2 separate regions of the Mus musculus genome follow, and region 1 is linked to region 2. Evidence: chromatin contacts called from public Hi-C data. All regions are on one chromosome and are shown on one strand. Each heading gives the region's core, a stretch centred on a gene start, on an enhancer-like site or on the middle of the called end of the contact. The rest is flanking DNA. Distances are from core to core; before and after follow the strand shown.

What was found. A called contact is a pair of places that touch in the nucleus more often than the background predicts.
Region 1: a Hi-C map of the N1E-115 cell line shows a contact between it and region 2, with 2.9 times the contacts expected there. The contact joins two enhancer-like sites. A contact is called at or near these places in 1 of 15 datasets of contacts at CTCF or cohesin (the NIH/3T3 cell line), 2 of 484 Hi-C or Micro-C datasets (the N1E-115 cell line and nephron progenitors), 2 of 115 datasets of contacts at active chromatin or transcription factors (embryonic basal ganglia and embryonic stem cells) and 1 of 9 other capture datasets (pancreatic islet).

What each region holds. Positions count from the first base shown.
Region 1 is chr2:22,254,778-22,258,348 of GRCm38.p6, forward strand. All of the region lies in intron 3 of Myo3a (myosin IIIA), which reads left to right. Among named protein-coding and RNA genes, the nearest start is that of Myo3a, 29 kb to the left of the region's middle. Within about 2 kb of position 2,269, at least 3 of the 459 cell types and tissues checked have an H3K27ac peak or open chromatin away from gene starts, as enhancers often do. A contact at or near this core is called in the N1E-115 cell line, where this site is marked.
Region 2 is chr2:21,968,342-21,972,424 of GRCm38.p6, forward strand. No RefSeq gene overlaps it. Among named protein-coding and RNA genes, the nearest start is that of Gm39767, 6.2 kb to the left of the region's middle. Within about 2 kb of position 2,705, at least 5 of the 459 cell types and tissues checked have an H3K27ac peak or open chromatin away from gene starts, as enhancers often do. A contact at or near this core is called in the N1E-115 cell line, where this site is marked.

The DNA of each region.
Region 1 (3,571 bases), core at 1,019-3,518, 290 kb after region 2:
TGAACTCTAAGCCAGCCCCAATTAAGAGACTATGAATTTGAAAGAGCACAAACAGGTACAGGTTCATTGGAGGAAGGAACGGGAAGAAGAAAATAATGTAATTGTAATAAAAAATTTTAGTTCTGTTTTAGTATTCCCTGTTTGGCATTAACGTAAAAACCTTTCTTCCTTTAATGATAGTTTTCCTTAGTATTTGAACACATTTTTTCATACCTGCCTCTGTCTGTCAGGCACATCGTCAGCATCCTTTCACATACAGTGCTTGTTGCCTTTTTTTTTTTTCATGTCTATATAATAGCATTTTCTTATTTCTCCCTTTGTCTCATAGTGCGACTGAAAACTGGGCATTTTAGGTCGTCCTTTTTGTAGGAATTCTAAATGCCAGTTCTCTTGGAGGACTTACAGTTTGGGCTTGTTAAGTAAATACAACTAAGTATTTTACTAAAATGGATTTCTCCTTACATTACTCTTTAGAGACCTGGCTTTGACATTTTCACAGTTATCTAACAATGACAGTGCTTTCTAACAGGGATTTCTTTCTACCTTCTAGTGTTGGAGAGTGTACACATATATGAGTGGGTGCATGCATGTAGGTGTGTGGATCTGTGGGGCCAGAGATATAAGGTGTTATTCCTTAGGCTCTGTCTGCCATTTTCATTGAAACATGGTTTCTCATAAGTCAGGGACTCTCACCACCTAGGCTAAGGTCAGAAAGCCCCTGAGATCATGCTGGCTCCACCTCCCCAATTTTGGGATTACTCACATGCGTTACCTCTGCTACCTATACATTAGTTCTGGGAACCAGAGTCAGGTCCCTGTACTTGAAAAACAAGCACATACCAACTGAGCTATCTCCCAGGCCCTGGCTAGGTCTTTCTTTGATTTTCTATTAAGCCAGTCTGCTTCTGTATGACACCAAGCTATTGAACTCCACCTACTGTCTGCTGATTTCTCTATAGATTTCAGCAATGTCCTGGGGACAGAGAATTGCTTCACAGTTTGATCAGCTAAATGCAGGCACACTTTCTGTGAGTAGTCTTTGAGGACCCCTACAGAGTTCTTAGCTGTTTCTTTGTTGCTGCCTCCTATACTACATGGTCTATAGTTAGCCTGCTGCTCTCACAGAGCTGCTCACCATCTTGCAATTACCAGCATCTCCATTATTTTCAATTTTTTTCTTAGATTTGAACTAAGAAAATCACACTCTCTCATAGATAATATCAGGTACACTGAGGAGGAATTTGCAGCTCTCTGTTGTTATGGCAGCCTGTCGGCAAAATCTCTGGTCCACTATTTCAGAGCTGCCAGTGGTACCAGGGATCCAAATCACATGTTCTTGCTTCTTGAGCAGAACTCTGGACTAAGGAAAGAAACTCTGTTCTCAACTTTTCTCTTCTGACCTTGTATACTATACTTAATGAACAAGCTGGGAGAGAGTGAGCATGATCAGCCCGCTCACCAGAATTAGGGCGTCCATCCTGTGAATAGGGACAAAGGACAGGAATAGCACAGACTTGGGAGTACATAAGAAATGCATGTGGTCTGCATGCTGCTATGTCCCTGTTACTAAGTAATTCTCTGTTTTTCTGGTTTTTATTGATGCTTAGCTTACTAGATAACTGCATCCATGAATTCTTTAAGCTGACTTTTTTTTTTGAAACAAGAATCTTTTGAAATATTTTAAAAATAATTGGATTTATTGACTTCTTTTTTTGGAAGCTAGCCTTAGACGGACAAAGAAAGACAAAGACATTACAAAGAACAAGCCTGACATTCTGTAGGCACGGGCATTGTCTGAGAGGGATTTGTTCTAAAACACTAGTTTATTTAAATCTTAAAATAAATTTGCTAAAACAAAAATTCTCAGGCCATAGTTGCACTTAATAAATTAAAACTGGGGATGGAGGTGGGAAGCAGGAACCATGAAACTGTTGAAATCCAATGCCCGTGCTAAATCTAAAGCTCTCTCAGCTAGTGAGAATAATAGAAATCTCACCTAATAAAATGGACCCACCCAACGTAAATATAAGTGAGTGCTTCACAGCAACATTTAGAAAAAATGTTTATCACTTTTAGGCTTTGGGAAAAGTTAAGCTAAAAACATAAAGAAATACTGTTTGATATAATGTTCATATGGCTGAACTTACAAAGGCAGATGATGCTGGGAACCGATGAGGTTTGGGGGAAACTTGAACCCTTGCCCATTCATTGCTCATGGCAGTGTAAAATGTTGTGGTCTCTATGAGATGTCCTGGGTGCACTCTGCAGCCTCTTGACCTCTGACACTAACCAGTTTGGCCTCTATTAGTCAGCATCTACTTCAGAAGGAAGCTTTGATGAAGGCTGAGATAAATCAATCTGTGGGTAGCATTAAATCATTAGTTGTCAGTGTACTTTGTCTGTCTAAGAGAATAATAGCAGGTTCTCCCCTAAGGCTTAGTTAGGGCCTGTCTAGCCACAGACTCTGGGCCCTGATTACAACACCAAGCATGGGCCCCATCTTGTGGGGTGAGTCTTAAAGCCAAAGACAGGCATTTCCTCTTCTCTCTCTTCACCATTTCACTGTGTCCAGATTGAGAATGAGGCCCACTGCCAGGACATCCTAGATGAGCTCACTGCATCTGGTGCAAGTGGATAGATTCTGCATGATTTCAGTGTTGCCCTCTCCGCAGTTTTCATTATGATTGGTCGTTTGGTTGGCTGATTGACTGAATTTTATATCCAAATCTCTACTTTCTAAATATGGAATATTTTCATACCATATTATAATATAGTATAAAATATCAATGAAATTAAAAATGAAGGAAATAAAGTTCCTATATTTTCAAGCATACTATTATCTCTAGATAAAATTTAACAATCTGACTTTCATAACTCTATTCTTATCAAATAATGATTTTGATCTTTTTAAACTTTTATCTGGAAAAAAGCAAGTTCCTATGCTTCTTGCATATAGTTTTAACTAATATGGCTCCCCAAACTGCATTTTATTGTTTGTAAGAGATGCTAAGTCCTAAAAATTAGGTAATAAATAATTATAGATCTTGTGTAAAACATTACTGTTTTAATTCTTAGGTAACTCACACTTTCTTTTATGGGATTTAAAAGATAAAATTCAAACAAAGATGTAAATTTGAAGGGTAAAGATTGCTTATTCACTTTAAATTTCTGTATTCATATTTTCAGACAGTTTGTGTGTTTATACTTTGGATAAGAAAGTAACCTATTACTTTTCTTGTAACAAAACATAATACTAAAGTAACATAAGGAGGGAATGGTTTATTTAAGCTCACAGTTTGAGGAGACAAGATGGGAAAGCATGGTGGCTGGAAATGAGGTGGCCGCTCACGTTGTGCTCACAGTCAGTAAGCAAAAATGAGCTGGTGTCAGCAGCTTCCTCTTTCGCCTCTTTATTTAGTGTAGGATCATAATCTACAGAAAGGATGATGCCACCTGTCTTAATCAGGGTTTCTATTCCTGCACAAACATCATGACCAAGAAGCACTTGGGGAGGAAAGGGTTTATTCAGCTTACACTTCCATACTGCTGTTCATCACTGAAGAAAGTCAGG
Region 2 (4,083 bases), core at 1,455-3,954:
TCCCTGATTGTGCCCTCCTTCCTGTGCAGTTTCCTTGGGTCTGTGGAATGCAGCATGAACATTCTGTATTTTGTGGATAATACCCACTTAGAAGTGAATACATATTGTAGATGTTCTTTTGGGACTGAGTTATCGCAGGATGATATTCTTAAGTTTTACACATTGCTTGCAAAACTCAGGATCTGAATAGCAGTCCATTGTATAAATGAACATTTTCTTTATCCATTCTTCAGTTGAGGGACATCTAGGTTGTTTCTGGTTTCCAACTATAACAAATAAAACTGCTATGAATATAGTTGAGCAACTGTTTTTGTGGGATGGTAGAACATCTTTTGGGTATTTGCCCAGAAGTGTTCTTGAGATCTTCAGGTAGAACTATTCCCAGTTTTCTGAGAAACCAACAAATTGATTATCAAAATGGTTGTACAAGTTTGCACTCCCACCATCAATGCACAAGTGTTCCCCCTGCTCCACATCCTCATCAGCATGAGCTATCACTTGAGGTTTTTTTGTTTTTATTTTAGCCATTCTGACTGGTATAAGATTAAATCTCAGATCTATTTTGATTTGTATTTCCCTGATGATGAAGGGCCTTGAACATTTCTTTAAGTGATTCTCGATCATTTGAGATTCCTTGAGAAGAATTCTTTGTTTAGCTCTGTGTCCTATTTTTAAATTGGGCTATTTGAGTTGTTGATGTCTAACTTCTTGAGTTCTTTGTAAATTTTGGATATTAACACTCTGTCAGATGTAGAATTAGTGAAGATCGTTACACAATCTATAGGCTGCCATTTTGTCTTATTAACAGGGTCCTCTGTCTTTGAGAAGCTTTTCAGTTTCATGAGGTCCCATTTATCAATTATTGATCTTCTAGCCTGAACCACTGGTGTTCTGTTCAAGAAAGTGTCTGCTGTACCAATGTGTTCAAGGATATTTCCCACTTTATGTTCTATGATATTTAGTGTATGAGGTTTTATGTCGAGGTCTTGATCCACTTAGACTTGAGTTTTGTGCAGGATGTTAAATATGGATCTTTTTTCATTCTTCTACATTTAGACATTCAATTACACCATTTGTTGATGATGCTTTTGTTTCTCTATTGTATGGTTTTGGCTTCTTTATAAAAAATAAAGTATCCATAATTGTTTGGCTTTATTTTCTGGGTCTTTGATTTGATTCCATTGATGAACATGCATATTTCTAGGCATATTTTATATTTCTAAGACAAAAACTAGGAACCAGGTTGTGAAAGCTAAACTTCTGGTTCTGCCTTAATCAATTTTACCTTCCTGTGCTTCAGTTTTATTTATGGAAGAAGAGAAATGACTGTATCTACTTTGTCATAGGGATTGGATATATGCAGAGTGTTAATACAGTGAACATGGCTAATGAATATTAGCTATTCCCATAGTGATTTATGCCTAAATATAGCTTCACATCTCATACATAATTCTAGAGTTTTTCTAGCTATGTTTTTAAAGACATGATTGACTATAATACTTGAGTATGACTTAGCTTCTGTTGTATACTTTTGGGTTACATTTATTTATTTATTTATTTATTTATTTATTTATTTATTTAGTACATATACCATTTGGAGATCAGTAGATAACTTGGATGAGTTGTTTTTTTTTTTTTTTTTCTTCTACCATGTGGAACCCAGGATAAAACTCAGTTTGTCAGGCCTAACCTCAAGTTTGTTTACCAAATGAGCCATCTTGTCAGTCTCTTGTGTTTTGAGGTTTTTGATCTTTTATACCAGGCTATGAAAATTATATGAAATAAACATTAGATAATCATAAAAAGTCTGCAACATTCAGCTGGAAGATGCCACCCTTTTTCTATGTACTATTTCTTAAAATACATCTGGAGTTTAATGGCCAGAATGTATCCTGGAAAACGCTAGCCTATAAGTTTTAATATATATATATATATATATATATACACACATACACACACACACACACACACACACACACACACACACACACACACACATATATATATATAATTAACTCCAAAAGGTGTTTTACAAAGCTTGAAGTGAAAATAATCTTTCAGTGCGAAAAAAAAAAAAACCACATTACTCAGAATGATGGTGTCTTTTCAGTGTGTGCTGTTTACCATCTCTCTCACCTAGGCTCATTTTCCATGCTCAATTAGGCCAATCTAAGACTAGATACATAAATAAAATGAATTGGATTCTACATTTTATACCGAGAAACAGTGTGTTGCAGTCAAATGAAAATGGTCTAGAAGTGAGAAGATCCTAGTTCTCTTCCGTCCTGCTGTAAATGACATGATCTTGGAGCTCTTCATGGGGTACCATCTGCCTCCTTATCTGTGGATGATGCTAATGGACAGAGACAGGTGGTAATGTCTCTCTGCTTCTATGATTCTGTACCTGATACATATTTGGTATCCTCGGCCTTAGTGGCACCTGGATTTTATGAAGTGGATAGGACAGTATAATCTGAGATTTTTGTTTTGCTTTTTAGAACAGTATGCCTGAGTTCTGAGTTGATCTCTCCTCTTTATCCCCTCTCTCTCTCTCTCTCTCTGTCTCTCTCTCTCATAATGTCACTCATACTGAGTAGACACTTTTCATTACTTAATGCTAACCACACCCTAACTGTGCAACCTCATCTGTGCTACATACAGGACAGAGGAGCAGCTTCAGCTTCAGGATTTTACAATGACAGAGCCTCAACGAACACTCACTCAGTAATTATTTACCCACATCTCTCCATGGCTTTGGTCTTTGAAAGTTCTAAAAATTCAGTTGATCATTTTGGCTCAAGTAGGTGACTCAACAATTTTCCCAGCAAACTGACAAATTTGACTAGAGGCATTCAGAGGATAATCTAAGGACTCATCTGTCTTTCATTTTAACCACCTAAGACATGCACCATATTTTACCCCAACTGTTTTTGTAATGTATATGTGTGTTAGCTTCCAGAGTCACAGAAACTTACTTGAGGCTTATAGCATAAGCTCAGAGATAATGCATTTTAAATATGTAAAATAATTCATCACTTTATTTTTAATTACCCAAGCAGGACATCAAGTACAGTCACATTATAAAATATAAAAATAAAATAAAATAAGTGTGCAAACATATCGTTCAGCTGAGGTCTTGCCTAAATTATACAGTGTGTTCCATTAGGTTCCCAGGGAGTCCTGTTTAGCTCAAAGAAGCTGTCCTTGAATATAATATAGCAGTAAGAATTCCAGAGGGAAGGAAAGCCAAGGGAAGAGCAAACATTAAGAACAGAGAAAGAGGAGAAACAGAGGTGCCATACAGATCAGTATGTGTGGCTGGCTCTGGTCCCCCCTTCTGGGAAACATCAGTGGCTTTGAGAGGAACGTGAGTGTGTAGGAGCAGGGCACACTTGCGTGTGCAGTGAACCTACTCACTGGAAATAGTGCATACCTGTTTCTCAACTCCTTGCTTTGTTCTCTCTAGATCTACAAATGAAGAGATGCTTCTCAGTATAGCAGCCCTAACTGGCATTCCTGAGTGTTCTGGCTAGTGTTCATCATCAACTTGACAGAATCTAGAATCCCCTGGAGAGGGGCTTCTTGGGAATTAATCAGATTAAGACCCATTTTAACTGTGGGCAGTTTCGGGGCAGGGCATTCTGGGCTGTATTTAGAATAGAGAAGACCAGGTGACGATTGTGATGACTAGCTAGCTTCTCCAAGCCCCTGCTGCTGTGACTTCTTTGCCTTAATGGGCTGTGTACATTGAACGGTGAGCTAAATAAATTTTCTCCCTAAAGTTTTTGTCAAAGGATTTTACCACAACAATGGGGAAAGAAACCAAGGCACTAAGGAATATATGCATTTGTATCACTTCAAAAGTACTTCAATAGGGCCAATGTGTATATGTGTGTGCATGCACTACAGAAAAAGACAAATAAATGTAAACAAAAATAAAAATGTTCAAGTCCTTCAAGATACCTGTTCTCTACACTTGATTGCCATTGTTACCCTGGCTTATTTAAGTTCTTTTTATGACTAGATTCCACATTCCATGACTGAAACAGATATGATTTTTGTTTTGATTATTAGAGAGACAGA